Linked DNA regions of Pan troglodytes: region 2 is linked to region 1. The links are chromatin contacts, called in public Hi-C maps. All regions are on one chromosome and are shown on one strand. Each heading gives the region's core, a stretch centred on a gene start, on an enhancer-like site or on the middle of the called end of the contact. The rest is flanking DNA. Distances are from core to core; before and after follow the strand shown.

Region 1 (7,699 bases), core at 3,905-6,404:
AAAAAAGAAAAAAAATGAATTGTTGCTGGGTCTTAAGTTAGAAGTTAATGTTTGAGACCTGTTATAGACCTGGGAGAATGAGGTGCAGTGGGGAGAATCAAGCTTTAGAGTCTGAATCCCAGATCTGCCATTTACTGGCTATGAGACTCTCAACAAATCACTTAATCCAGCTGTTCCTCAATTGCCTCATCTCTAAAATGGGAATAAGATTTGTCTCATCAAGTGGTTGAGGTTAAATGGAGGCCCAAGGTAGGCTTTCAGGATCACTCGGTTTAAAATAGGAAAGCTCGTCCCCACCCCAGTCTCTTTTTCCATTTTACTTTTCTACACTGCCCTTATCCCTTTGTGATATACTATGTTATTTATTTATTTTGTTCATTGTCTGTCTCTCTCTACTCATGTGTTAAGTTCCATGAGGCTAGAAATGGACCTAATTTGAGAAGAGGAAGTATTTTGGGACCAAGCCTGATGGGAATTCTGCTACCTAGATCCTGAGTCCTGGTATCTCTAACCCGCACGTGAAGGACTGGGTCATGTCAGATTCCAGAGGTCACCCAGTCCTTCTAGAATGTGGTTCTCAAAGAGTAGTTCATAGATACCCCCACTATGGTCTGGTTCTGTGTCCCCCCCCCACATGTTGTGGGAGGGACCCAGTGGGAGGGAATGGAATCATGGGGGCAGGCTTTTCCCATGCTGTTCTCGTGACAGTGAAGAAGTCTCACGAGATCGGGTGGTTTTAGAAAGGTGAGCTCCCCTGCACATGTCCTTATCTGCCACCATGTAAGATGTGCCTTTGCTCCTCCTCCACTTTCCACCATGATTGTGAAGCCTCCCCAGCCATGTGAAACTGTGAATCCATTAAACCTCTTTCCTTTACAAATTACCCAGTCTGGGGTATGTCTTTGTTAGCAGCATGAGAACAGACTAATACACCCCCCTACCACCGCCAGGGATCTTTGCAATCATTTCAGTGGCTCCACGAAGTCAAAACTATCTCTCTAACAATATGAAGGTCCTGTTTGCTTTTTCACTGTATTAACATCTGTATGGATGGGACAAATGCAATGGTGGGTAGAACTCTTGGAGGCTTGGCATGAATCATGACAGTGGGAGCTAACTGCACTAAGAGTTATTTTCTTTACAACCATACATGCACAGTGAAAATGAAATGAAATGGGGCCAGGGGCAGTAGCTCATGTCTATAATCCCAGCACTTTGGGAGGCCTAGGTGGGCAGAACACTTGAGGTCAGAAGTTCGAGACCAGCCTGGCCAACATGGTGAAACCCCGTCTCTACTAAAAATACAAAAATTAGCTGAGCTTGGTGGCAGGTGCCTGTAATCTCAGCTACGCAGGAGGCTGAGGCAGCAGAATTGCTTGAACCCAGGAGGCAGAGGTTGCAGTGAGCCAAGATCAAGCCACTGCACTCCAGCCGGGGTGACAGAGCAAGACCCTGTTTCAAAAAACAAAAATAGAACCCGAAATAAAATAAAATGAAACGAAATCCCAGTTTTACTTAAGAATGTCTTTGATAAAGCCATAAAAATGATTAACTTTAAAGATCTTCACCCTGTGGCGTATGTATTTTTAATTTGTCACATATTTTTAATATGTGACACAATAGGAAGCACACATAAGGCATGTCCACTGCACACCTCAGTGTAACAATTGACTTGAGGGAAAGCTTGTATAATTGAGTTGTGAGCTGAACAGGCTGCTTTTTTTGGAACATCACTTTTCAGTCAAAAAAAAAAAAAAGACTGATAGATGAACTATAGTTATTCAGACTTGGGTATCTGGCAGACACATTCTCAAAAATGAAAGAAGTGAACTTGTCACTCCAAGGAAAACTGACAGTATTTGTTGCCAGTGCTAACATTTGACCTTTCAAGAGAAACGTTGATTTTTGGAAAACTTGTATCTGCCATCTTGAGCTTAACCATGTCTAAATACTTCCAATATTTGAAGACTTTTCTGCAGTGATCAGGGGCAATATTAGCAGTTGTGACTTTTTGTCAGGCATGGTGTCTCATCCCTGCAATCCCGGCTCATTGGGAGGCCAAGGTGGGTGGATTGCTTGAGCTCTGGAATCAGAGACCAGCCTGGGCAACATGGTGAAACCCCATCTCCACAAAAAATACAAAAATTAGGCGGATGTGGTGGCACTCACCTGTAGTCCCAGCTACTTAGGAAGCTGAGGTGGGAGGACTGTTTGAGCCCAAGAGGTCGAGGCTGCAGTGAGCTGTGATCACACCACTGCATTCCAGCCTGGACAACAGAGCAAGACCCCCATCTCAAAAAACAAAACAAAACAAAAAACCCATTTTGACTTTCAGGTAATAGAAAATAAAATGTGCTACCATCAAGAATGCTATCATTAATATTTTCAGATGACCAATACATAAGGTTACAGAATCATGCATGGGTAAAAGATCCACTCAAAGCACAAGAGAGACCTTTAAAAATACATTTTTAAAGATCTTTAAAAGCAATTTTAATGTAACAAAGCATGGAATCTTCATTCATATGATTTCAGATTCTGCATCCGATATTTCTTCAAAAACAAGTACCTCTAATTATCTGAAAAGGTTATTTAAATACTCTTTCCTGGCCGGGTGCTATTGCTCACGCCTGTAGTTCCAGCACTTTGGGAGGCCGAGGTGGGTAGATCACTTGAGTTCAGGAGATCGAAACCAGCCTGGCCAACATGGTGAAACCCCGTCTCTATTAAAAATATTTAAGAAATTAGCTAGGCACAGTGGCGTGGGCCTGTAGTCCCAGCTATTCGGGAGGCTGAGGCAGGAGAATTGCTTGAATCGAGGAGGCAGAGGTTGCAGTGAGTGGAGATCATGCCACTGTACTCCAGCCTGGGTGATAGCGAGACTCCATCTCAAAGTAAATAAATAAATAAACAAACAAATAAATAAATACTCCTTCCTTTTCTTAACTACATATTTGTGGGAAGCCACATTTTCTTCATGTGTTTCAACCTAAACGACATCACAGCAGATGGAAAGCAGTAACAGCTAAGAAAATCCAGCTGCCTTCCCTTAAACTAAACATTAAAAAGACTTGCAAAAGTGTGCAGTGCCACTCTTCTCTTTTCTTTTTTTTTTTTTCTTTTTTTTTTTTTGAGACGGAGTCTCGCTCTGTCGCCCAGGCTGGAGTGCAGTGGAGCGATCGCGGCTCACTGCAAGCTCCGCCTCCCGGGTTCACGCCATTCTCCTGCCTCAGCCTCCCGAGTAGCTGGGACTACAGGCGCCCACCACCACGCCCGGCTAATTTTTTGTATTTTTAGTAGAGACGGGGTTTCACCGTGTTAGCCAGGATGGTCTCGATCTCCTGACCTCGTGATCCGCCCGCCTCGGCCTCCCAAAGTGCTGGGATTACAGGCGTGACCCACCGCGCCCGGCCCACTCTTCTCTTTTCTTTAGAAAACAGTTATTTTTATAAAGTATTTATGTTATCATGAAATGGATTTCTTATTTTCACTGCATAAATAAATATTTTTAGAATTCTGTTGTAATTTCTAATATGGCAAACACTGATAAATATAAACCACATGAACAAAAGCTTTTTGGGTCCTCAGTCATTTTTAAGAGTGTAAATGGGTCCTAATACCGAAACGTTTGCAAGTTGCTGTTCCAGAGTATTTTGGAATTCTAGAGTATATGGAACATGGTGAGTAAGAAAGAACATGATCTTTGGGACAAATTGCTATTTTTCCATTCTGGATTCGCCATTTGCTAGCTGTTGACTTTTGGCTAGTTATTGAACCTCTCTGAGCCTCAGTTTTATCGTGCATTGAAGTGAGGATAATGGAGACTTTCTCTCCATTTTTTTTGAGATAACGGTTTTTAAGAAATTTGAAATGTGGTAGACAACTTGCGGAGGTTGATTTCCTTTCTTCTTTTTCTTCATTAGGCCTAAATACACAGTATCAAGGCCACTCAGTGAGACCTTTCGCACACCCAAGCAGATCTGGGTCTTTAAGAGTAGTTGCCTCCTCTCAGAGGGGACCAAAGACAACCAAATTAAAATACAAAAACAGGCCAGATGTGAGGTGGCTCACTCATGTAATTCCAGTACTTTGGGAGGCCAACTCAGGTGAACTGAATAAGGTCAGGAGTTCAAGACCAACATGGGCAACATAGTGAAACCTTGTTTCTACAAAAAAATTAAAAAAATAGCCAGTCGTGACGCGCACCTGTAGTCCTCCTGGCCAAGGTAGGAGGATCACTTGAGCCCAGGGGTTTGAGGCTGCAGTGAGCTATGATTGCAGCACCTCACCTCATCCTAGACGACAGAGTGAGACCCTGTCTCTAAAAAACAAAACAAAACAAAAACAAAAACATTCACAGAGGAGCCCACACCATGGAAGTTCCTGCTCCGCAAGCACTCACTGATGGTTTACTGAGATCACCTTCGCAACTTGTTCCCCACCTGGTCCTTCCAGCCTCAGCCTGTTTTTTGATTGGGATGATCTACTGTCTTTGAGATTCTGTCCCTACTTGACCTGGTCCTCCACCTACCTGAGTTCGCCTTCTGGACATGACCTTTGATCTGATTGCTCCAAGCTGCAACAGCTTTGTCCACGGGTCCCACATTATGCTAGACTCGCCAGTGATGTAGAATGGAACATTTCATCCCTTCTAGAATCAAGGCCGAATCCACTCCATAGAGGACTCTCTCCTGAAAGTCACCCAGGGTGAGAGCTCAACCTTCTCTCTGGCCTTTGTTTCAACATTGTTCTTTAGTCCTGAGGAAGTAAGACATGTGTCGTATATTTGCTGCTACACATTTGCAGGGGCAGAAGCAAAGTCTTCCTGGAAAAGCTGATGAATAAGAGGAGTCGAGTTCTTCCGCCTCCATTCACGAAACTCTCCAAGATCCCACCAGGACAGCATCGTGTGCATAATTGTGAGGATATCTTGCAGAAAGCTGGGTGGAGTTTTGAGTACATTCTGGATCCTCTTTGACCCCTGGGGACCAGGACCATTTCTATTTTCATAGTCCAGATGAATGCTTAGATGCATTCACTTTTAAAACCTGAGTCAGGATTCCCTGGAAATTCTTTTCCATAGCTGCAATGCTAATCTGGATTCCAGACATTTTTACATCTGATCAAAGGAAGCAAATAGCTGCCCTGGGAATATTTTAGCATGTCTGCCTATTCACTGTGGAAGTCAATGAGCATTTGTTTGGCAAAATGCAGAGGGCACGAACATAGGGATCGAAGGAGTGATGAAGAAGAATGAATTATTGAAAGGGGAAGGAGGGAAAGGGCCAAAGGGATGTCTGCTAATCAAGAGTGAGAAATAAAGCCAAGAATTACATCTGATTTTTAAAATTTTACTCTGTTGGTGAATTTTTGCCTATCTCCTATCTTCTGGCAGCTCTTGCTAATGAAAGTACACATGACCTTGGTAGTTTGTCTTTTGGCATCCTGCCAAAGTTGGACAATGGCCAGTGCAAAGCTGTCAGAAAGGGTGTTTCTGTGAGATGAGAAGCAAACTTTCTAGCCGCAAACACTTAATGCCATCCTGCCTGCCATCCACCTCTATGATCATTTGACTTTGTATGCCTTGGTCATCTCATGTTTGAAACTGGACTCACATTTAGCCTGTCCTCTGCTGTCAACGCTGTTAAGTTTGCTCATCCAAAATCAGCCATTGGCCAGGCATGGTGGCTCACGCCTGTAATCCCAGCACTTTGGGAGGCCAAGGTGGGCGGATCACTTCAGGTCAAGAGTTCGAGACCAGCCTGGCTAACACGGTGAAACTCTGTCTCCACTAAAAATACAAAATTAGCTGGGCGTGATGGTGCACGCCTGTAATCCCAGCTACTAGGGAGGCTGAGGTAGGAGAATTGCTTGAACCCAGAGGGCGGAGGTTGCAGTGAGCCAAGATCACGCCACTGCACTCTAGCCTGGGCAACAGAGTGAGACTCCTCTGAAAAAAAAAAAAAAAGTCAGCTGTTGCCATTTTCCTATTGAGAGCATCCAGCATGATGGTTTAGAAAATTTTGTTCTACAGTCTCAGCACAAGAAACCTGGCAGACCCAGACACCATGCCAAGACCCCTCCCTGCCTGCTGAGCTTCCATCTTAGCCTCTTGCACTGGGTGGTAGCCGCCAACTCATAAAGAATTGCACCTCTGCTGACTACCTCCCAAGAGTACCCCCCTAAATGGAGGCCATCTTAATCCAAGTCCTTGCTGTGTTGGAAATCTGAGCGGCATCATAGATTCCTAGAGTACCGTTGTCTCCCAGCACCTAGCATGGTGCCTACAACATCGCAAGCCGACTTGTTCACTCTCTCTGTCTCTCTCCACACACACAGTCCTTCAACTCTGTCTCCCTTAAGACTTTTGCAAGACCTTACTGTCTCCCTCCCTATTTTGTTTCATGTTTCCAAGCTCTCTATCCTGACTGCGCAATAAAAACGTAGGTTTATATCCATTCGCATTTTTCTCTCTGTGTGTTGTTTTCTTTCCAGAGCCAACTATCTCCTGAGCGCTGGTTTGGGGTTTGTGTGCAGTCTTATCCACAGAAAACAGATTCTCCTGCTTTCAGACAAACCTAATTCTCAGAAAACTGGAGCTCCACAGAAAAGAGTTTTTAAATTTTTCATGAACTTCTAGAGTTTTGCAGATTGTTTCTTAAACTTTACTGAAGAAAACACTGAATTTCTCATTTAAGAAAGACACCACCCCTCCATTACAGGTGGCTCACGCCTGTAATCCCAATGCACTGGGAGCCTGAGGTGAGACGATCGCTGGAGCCCAGGAGTTTGAGGGTACAGTGAACTGTGATTGCACCACTGCATTCCAGCCTGGTCAGCAGAGTGAGACCTTGTATTTATTTATTTATTTATTTATTTATTTATTTATTTATTTTTTGAGCCGGAGTCTTGCTATCATCCAGGCTGGAGTGCAGTGGCATGATCTCTACTCACTGCAACCTCTGCCTACGAGGTTCAAGTGATTCTCCTGCCTCAGCCTCCAGAGTAGCTGGGACTACAGGCGTGCACCACTACACCTGGCTAATTGTTGTATTTTTAGTAGAGATGGGGTTTCACCATGTTGGCCAGGCTGGTCTCAAACTCCTGACCTCAAGTGATCCACCCACCCTCCTCAGCCTCCCAAAGTGGTGGGATTACTGGTGTGAGCCACTGTGCCCGGCCAGACCTTGTCTTTAAAGAAAGAAAAAAAAGAGAGACCTCCTCATTTTAATACCTGTTCACTGATTAAATGCCTCAACGCTTCTATGGTAAATACCTACTTTGAATTTTCTGAAATTTAGCTCTTTGATCGGGGTTTACTTAAATTGGGCTGAAAATCTTGGACCAGGAGGAACCTTTCGGGAAGGAGTAAAAGAAGCCTTTGAACATCCAACACTAACAATAGAGACAACAAAGAATCAATCTTTTGTATACCGTATGCACCCAGCATTTTCCTACGCTTTTGGTTTAAGAAATTGGCTTGTCTTCATTGTTCACTATGTGAGGCTAGTGGTCAGGTGCCCTAGAGAGTCTGTGGATAAGCCACAGGAATACTCAAAACTCGTTCTTGCTGCTTCTCCCTTGTTGGTTCCAGATGCTACTAACATGTCAGCTTGTCCTTAAAAACGAGAAAGCAGAGCCGGGTGTGGTGGCTCACACTTGTAATCCCAGCACTTTGGGAGGCCGAGGTGGGCGGATC
Region 2 (7,124 bases), core at 2,368-4,867, 130 kb before region 1:
ATAGAGGCAACCAAAATCTGCAATTTGTAAAGAAGTAGGCTGTGGAGGAGGACTCAACACAGATTTCCTTCAGTTGCTCACCTCTGCGTTGCAGCAGGGAAACAGCTGCAGATAACATGTAAAGAAAGGGCCAAGGCTCTGCTCCAGTTAAACTTCTTTTGCGAAAGCAGGATTTCTGCTTCTGGGCAGATGGAGTAGACACACTGTTTTCTATACCTCCCACTAAATACAACTGGACATCATGGGCATTGCATGTCAAAGACAGTAAAACTCTGAGAGGTAAAGAAAAGAAGGCAGACCAGCTTGAAACCCCAGGATCCGAGGAACAACACAGTGGTGAATGCCCTGGTTTCTCTTTTTTTTTTTTTGAGATGGAGTCTCTCTCTGTTGCCCAGGCTGGAGTGCAGTGGCATGATCTCGGCTCACTGCAACCTCCGCCTCCTGGGTTCATGCCATTCTCCTCCCTCAGCCTCCCGAGTAGCTGGGAGTACAGGCGCCCGCCACCACGCCCGGCTAATTTTTTATATTTTTTAGTAGAGACAGGGTTTCACGGTGTTAGCCAGGATGTCCTGGTTTCTCTCTTGTCTTTCTTTCTCTCCCTCTCTGACTGCCTCATATATCTCAGATTTGGAGCTGATAAGGCCAGTAACCCAGAAGTCCCAAGTGGTAGAGGCAAGAAAGCACCAACAAAACCCTGCTCTCTCTAGCTAAAGGACAAGGAAAGACACAAGCTAGTAAGATGGAAAATTTTGGGAAATCACTGCTCTTTTCTAGATAAACCCCACCAAAAACTCCCTCCTTGCAAGGCTGAATGGGGAGGCTGGGCTTCTATCCTCATGACACTGGAATAAGGCATCCTGACCTCCCAGCCAGGATAGGGTCACAGAAGTTTAAGTAGCGAACAGGGACATTCTCTCCCCTCCTGTGATGAGCTCCATCCTTGCAGTGTCAGCAGAGGCCACATGGGGAGCCCAGATTCCTGCCTTCAAGGGAAGAAATGACATGTCCCTCTACTTCCCCACTAGGATGGTATCAGAGGAGGTCCAAGGAAGAGTCAGGGCTTCTGCCATTACCTGGGGTGATCAAGTTGCTCCAGATGTCTTCCCAGTTAGAACTTCGAAAGTATAGTCAGAGCGCGGGCGCGGTGGCTCACGCCTATAATCCTAGGACTTTGGGAAGCCAAGGCAGGCTGATCACCTGAGATTAGGAGTTCAAGACCAGCCTGGCCAACGTGGCGAAAACCTGTCTCTACTAAAAATACAAAAATTAGCCTGAAGTGGTGGTGCACTCCTGTGGTCCCAGCTACTCAGGAGGGTGAGGAGGAGAATCACTTGAAACCGGGAGGCAGGGAGCCGAGATCGTACCACTGCATGCCCACCTGGGTGACAGATCGAGACTCCATCTCAAAAAATTAATTAATTAATAAAATGAAAAATGAAAGCGTTGTCAGAATTCTGGGATTCTAATCCCAATTCCACCATTTACCAACAGGATAATCCCAGACATATTTCCCCATCTCCACAGGGAAAACGACAGTACTGCCCACACTTCAGACTTCAGTTCACGCTGCTTCTCCCTAGGGTTTGTTTTGGGGCTCAGTGAGATGATGAGGGGTTAAAACACTAAGAGTTATTGAAGAAAGAAGTACAAAATAATGGCTATAAAAATTATTTGAGGGTGGGCACAGTGGCTCATGCTAGTAATCCCAGCACTTTGGGAGGCCGAGGCGGGCATATCACTTGAGGTCAGGAGTTTGAGACCAGCCTGTCCAGCATGGTGAAACCCCGTCTCTACTAACAATGCAAAAATTAGTTGAGTGTGGTGGCACAGGCCTGTATTTCCAGCTCCCTGGGAGGCTGAGGCACGAGAATTATTGAACGGGAGGTGGAGGTTGCAGTGAGCTGAGATAGTGACACTGCACTCCAGCCTGGGCGATGGAGTGAGACTGTGCCTCAAAATAATAATAATAATTTTAACAATTATTTGAAAAGAATAAGGAATTGAGTATTATCATTATTATTTTTAGTTGGAGGTCTTAGGTAGCTCTAGAACCTGCAGTATGCAGGCAGGATGGTTCACGACCAGCAATGTCACAGGGACCTCAGCCCCCATGTGTCCCTCCCTTGCCCTGGCCAGGTCTTGGGTGACTCATGAACTTTCCTAGTGTCCTTGCTTCTCCCGCTTGGACTGCAGTGGCACTGTCCATCTTCTGCTGCCTCCCAGCTCCGCCTCACTGATGGAGATGCCTTTATTTTAATCTCTTACAGTGCCCTGGAGAAATACCACTTGCTGTATTTAATTGAATCTAAAATGTCCTTCATTTTAAGCTCCATCATTAGCTGATGTACCACAAAGAGAGGAAAAATCATTGTCAATGAGACTATGACATGGTGTCTTAATGACAGGCCTGCCTGATGAGTGAATTGGCCACACCAACCTCTTTGTTGCATTGGAATTTCTTTCATGGATTCTAAAGGGCTTGACAATTTCCCCTGCCTTCAGCTGCACTGCTTGGCTTCTGCTGGGCATTCCCTTTTTATAGCTCGATAATTCGGTATGAATTAGCTTCACTTTATGTTCACTAAAGCAGGGCACTCAGACTTTAATATGTCTACAAATCAATGGGACTTTGTTAAAATGCAGATCCTGATTCAGTAGGTTTGGGGCAGAGCCTGAAATTCAGAATTTCGATCCATCTCCCAGGCGATGCTGCTGGTCTGTGGACCACACTTTGAGCAGCAAGGTTGTAAAGCACTTGGTTTGTTCTGCAAGAGAATATGGAATTGCAAGCATTCCTCCCGTCATGAATATTCACTTCACAAATAACAAATGTATGTACCCCCCCGCCCCACCCGCTCTGTCTCCTCACCTTCTGAATACACCTTAAGTTTTCCTTTCAATGCTGAATCATAGTATAATCTTTCTGAAGGCATTTTACATGGCAATTAAACCCGGCACATGAAGTGCCAACAGTGCACATAATCCCGCTGAAGTGATGACAACAGCCACAGCTGTGAACAAGTTTGCACATGCCGCAAAGACAACGAGGTCACGTGGGCGCCTGGCGGGCGGCGATTGTAGAATGCTTTCGATCTATTCCAATGTCAGAGAATTCAGAGCTGTTAAAAGGTGAAAAAAATCTACATCTTAGAATCAATGCAAAGTGGAAAGTAATTTATTCTTTCAGTTTCTTCCATTTCTCCCTTTCCTACTTCCTGCTCTGCTGTCAACTTGAAGACATTTTTTTTCAGTGGCTGATGCCTGTCACAAATTTCCTTTGCTTTTACGGAGTGAGTTTGCTATCCCATCCATTCGGGCCCATCCAGAGCCCTGCCTGGGAGATGGCAGCTCTTACCCCATGACCTTGTTGAAGGGTTTTTGTGCTGGGACTGTCTGTCACCTTCCAGGCTGGCTGCTCATCCTCTTCCCCAGAATCCCATGAGTTATAATCCCTCCTGGACACTTACTTGGCATGACCACACTTTCTGCGAGCTTGCAAAATGAGTGCCCTGCCTGGGATGCTTGCTGGTAATGCACTGAGCCTAGCGCAAGATAGGTGCTTGGAGAATGTCTGTTGAATGCTTTGGGGAGACAGTACACAACTGATCAGAATGCCTGGAATTCTTGAGTCACTGAGGATGCATTTTTATCTGCAGAGACCACGGACTGCATGAGTGCTTGACATCAGCTGGGGGTGACGTTGGGGTGGCAATTTCCATTAGCTATGCTTGGAATTTTTCTCACCACTTGACATATTATCAACCCTTGACCTAGAGTGGAGTATCACCCGAAAGAGGGGACAGGATAAACAAACATGGAAAGAATTTAAATCTCTAGCTCCACATTTCCCAAAATATTTTCTAGGAAGAAACATTTGAGTTTCCAGGGATTTTGATAGGTTTGCTTCCAAAATGACTCTGCCTACTGTGTGAAGTAAGCACACATCTCCACTTGTCTTCCATTGAACTCAACTCTAAAACCTGAACAGAATATGTATCAAATAAGATTGGGAAATTCTGGAATGAAATTGAAGTTCAAGTGAAACAGTTTTCTTTCCTGCACACACCTGGGTCATCTTTATTAAGTGTGCATCTCTAGGAAGGGGTTTATTTGTAATTAACAGTTCTCAAACAATTTGATTACAGATTGCTTTTCCCTCCAAGAAGCATCACAAGAGATATGCTGCTTCGTGGCCGGGCGCGGTGGCTCACGCCTGTAATCCCAGCACTTTGGGAGGCTGAGGCTGGTAGATCACCTGAGGTCGGGAGTTCAAGACTACCCTGGCCAACATGGTGAAACCCCATCTCTACAGAAATACAAAACTTGGCCGGGCATGATGGCAGGTGCCTGTAATCCCTCCTACTTGGGAGGCTGAGGCAGAAGAATCACTTGAACCTCGGAGGCAGATGTTGCAGCGAGCTGAGATTGTGCCCCTGCACTCCAGCCTGGGCGACAAAGCAAGACTCCAGCTAAAAAAAAAAAAAAAGCTACAGTGTTTCAGTGTTGTCTGTGTCCCCACATGCAGATTGAATGGATATGACACCTTGCATATATATATATATATGTATACAAAATCTCACTTTGTTGCCCAGGCTGGAGTGCAGTGTTGTGATCACAGCTCACTGCAGTCTCGACTTCCCTGGCTCAGGTGATTCTCCCACCTCAGCATCCCGAGTAACTAGGACCACAGGCATGTGCCACCATGCCTGGCTAATTTTTGTATTTTTTGTAGAGACAAGGGTCGCACTATGTTGCCGAGGCTGGCCTTGAACTGCTAGGCTCAAGTGATCCTCCTGCCTTGGTCTCCAGAAGTGCTAGGATTATAGGCAGGAGCCACCAAGCCTGGCCACCTTGCATATCTTAAATGAAAGTTATACTTTCTTTTGGTAGCTGTCATGTTTTGGAGAAAACAACCTATCATTTCATGGTGACTTTGACTTGGCCTATCCTATGAGTGGCTATAAATGGTTACTTCTTCTAGTTTACTCATTATACCAGGCTTGCTATTTGCCCCTGCTGAGTGGCTCATGTGGCAATAATTAATGCAATTATATAGCAAGATTAGCTTTTCTTTCATAAAACTCAGTGAGCTTGATGAACCAAGAGGGCAAAGGAAAAGAAGTAATGAAGCAGCTTGTAATTGCACAAAGATGAGCTGCTAGAGTCTACACTGCTGGAAATTTGATGTTGAGGAGATCTGAATCTTTAAGTTATTTCCCTAATTCTATATTGGGAATACAGAGGAAGGAAAATCAACAAAGAGCTTTGTTAGAAAGCTTATTGAGTATTAATCAATACTTAAAGGATAACATTTGCTCAAACATAGAGTAGCTAGAATTTCTTTTTTAAGACACAGTTTCACGTAGGATAAAGTCTATTAAATTTTGCAGTGTAATAAACTGCTATAAAAATAGAAGATTGGCCAGGCAAGGTGTCTTACACCTGTAATCCCAGCACTTTGAGAGGCCAAGGCAGGTGGATCACTTGAGGTCAGTAGTTCGAGACCAGCCTAGCTAAAAGAGTGAAACCCTGCATCTACCAAAAAATACAAAAAATGGCTGGTTGGGGTGGGGTCCCAGCTACTCCAGGTGGAAGAATCGCTTGAACTTGGGAGGTTGCAGTGAGCTGAGATTGCACCACTGCACTTCAGGCTGGGTGAAACAGAGTGAGATCCTGTCTTTTAAAAAAAAAAAAAAAAGAAGAAGAAGTTTAATGCAACATCATTGCTTGAGCCACAGTTTCTGTACGTCAGAAGTCCTGGCAGGCTTTTCTGCCTTAGTTCTCTTTTATTGCTTTTTTTTTTAGATAGAGTCTTGGTCTGTCACCCAGGCTGGAGTGCAGTGGTGCGATCCTGGCTTACTGCAACCTCCATCTCCCAGGTTCGAGCAATTCTCCTGCCTCAGCCTCCCAAGTAACTGGGATTACAGGCATGCACCACCACGCCTGGCTAATTTTTGTTTTTAGTAGAGATGGGGTTTTGCCATGTTGGCTAGGCTGGTCTAGAACTCCTGACCTCAAGTGATCCACCTGCCTCGGCCTTCCAGAGTGCTGGGATTATAGGTGTGAGCCACCACAGCTGGCTTGATTTTCTGCCCCAGTTCTTACAAGTCTGCAATCAGGTGTCAATTGGGGTCACATTTGAGGCTCAGGGTTCTCTTCCAAGCTCATGTGGCTGTTGGCAGAATCCATTTCCTTGCAACTGGAGAACTGACAGAGGCTGCATCTTCAAGGCTGACATCTATCTGGCTTTGAAATTCTCTGACTCCTTTTAAAGGCTCATCCGATTAGATTAGGTTCATCTAGAATAATCTTTTTTTTTTATTAATTCAAAGTCAACTGATTAGGGATCTTAATTACATCTGCAAGATCTCTTCTGCCATATAAAGCAAAATAATTGTGGGAGTGGTATTCCATTGTACCGACAAATCCTGCTCACATTCAAGGGAAGGGGCTCATAATGAACATGTAACCAGGGGGTAGGACTCTTGGGACCCAGCTTAGAATTCTGCCTACCTCCCACTAAGCCCAACTCTGAAACCCTGGACAGGGTACAATGACAGCTATTTGAAAACTCTGCAAAATAAATAACAGTAGGAAATCAGGGAACAACACCAGAATTCTAAGAGCCATAGAACTGGCAGATAGAAACAAGACCCAGCATAATACTGAAAATGTTCAGGATACAAACCAAAAGTACTTGTGATATTAAAAAACCTCTAATTGTGAAGTGGCATCGTTGTCTGGGGTAAATACCTGAGGTTCGTTGTCTCACAGCCACAGAAAACTAGGACATTAAGACATAAAGAGTGAGCTTAAGAGCAGAAGTTTAATAGGTGAAAGAAAGAGAAGAGCTCTCTCCTGCAGAGATAGGGGTCCTGAATGGGTCACCAGTCTACGGTGAAATGCAGAGCTTGAGGAGGTAGTGTCTGATGTATACAGGTCCCAAAACATTGGTCGGACCAGGTGTGCCATTTGCATAAGGCACAAAAAGGCTGGTTAGGACTAGGTGTGCCATTTGCATAGGGTGTGAAAAACTGGCTTCTCCCACCCTAATCTTGTATTATGGATGGGTTCTCTACCTGGCTGCAGCCATGTCGCCTGTTTCTTTACTGTACACTTGGTAA

Evidence for each region. A called contact is a pair of places that touch in the nucleus more often than the background predicts.
Region 2: a Hi-C map of stem cell-derived neural progenitor cells shows a contact between it and region 1, with 5 times the contacts expected there. The contact joins two enhancer-like sites. A contact is called at or near these places in 1 of 7 Hi-C or Micro-C datasets (stem cell-derived neural progenitor cells) and 1 of 1 other capture datasets (stem cell-derived neural stem cells).

Annotation. Positions count from the first base shown.
Region 1 is chr7:14,509,891-14,517,589 of NHGRI_mPanTro3-v2.0_pri, reverse strand. No RefSeq gene overlaps it. Among named protein-coding and RNA genes, the nearest start is that of PRAG1, 140 kb to the right of the region's middle. Within about 2 kb of position 5,154, at least 3 of the 24 cell types and tissues checked have an H3K27ac peak or open chromatin away from gene starts, as enhancers often do. A contact at or near this core is called in stem cell-derived neural progenitor cells and stem cell-derived neural stem cells, where this site is marked.
Region 2 is chr7:14,642,589-14,649,712 of NHGRI_mPanTro3-v2.0_pri, reverse strand. No RefSeq gene overlaps it. Among named protein-coding and RNA genes, the nearest start is that of CLDN23, 37 kb to the left of the region's middle. Within about 2 kb of position 3,617, at least 8 of the 24 cell types and tissues checked have an H3K27ac peak or open chromatin away from gene starts, as enhancers often do. A contact at or near this core is called in stem cell-derived neural progenitor cells and stem cell-derived neural stem cells, where this site is marked.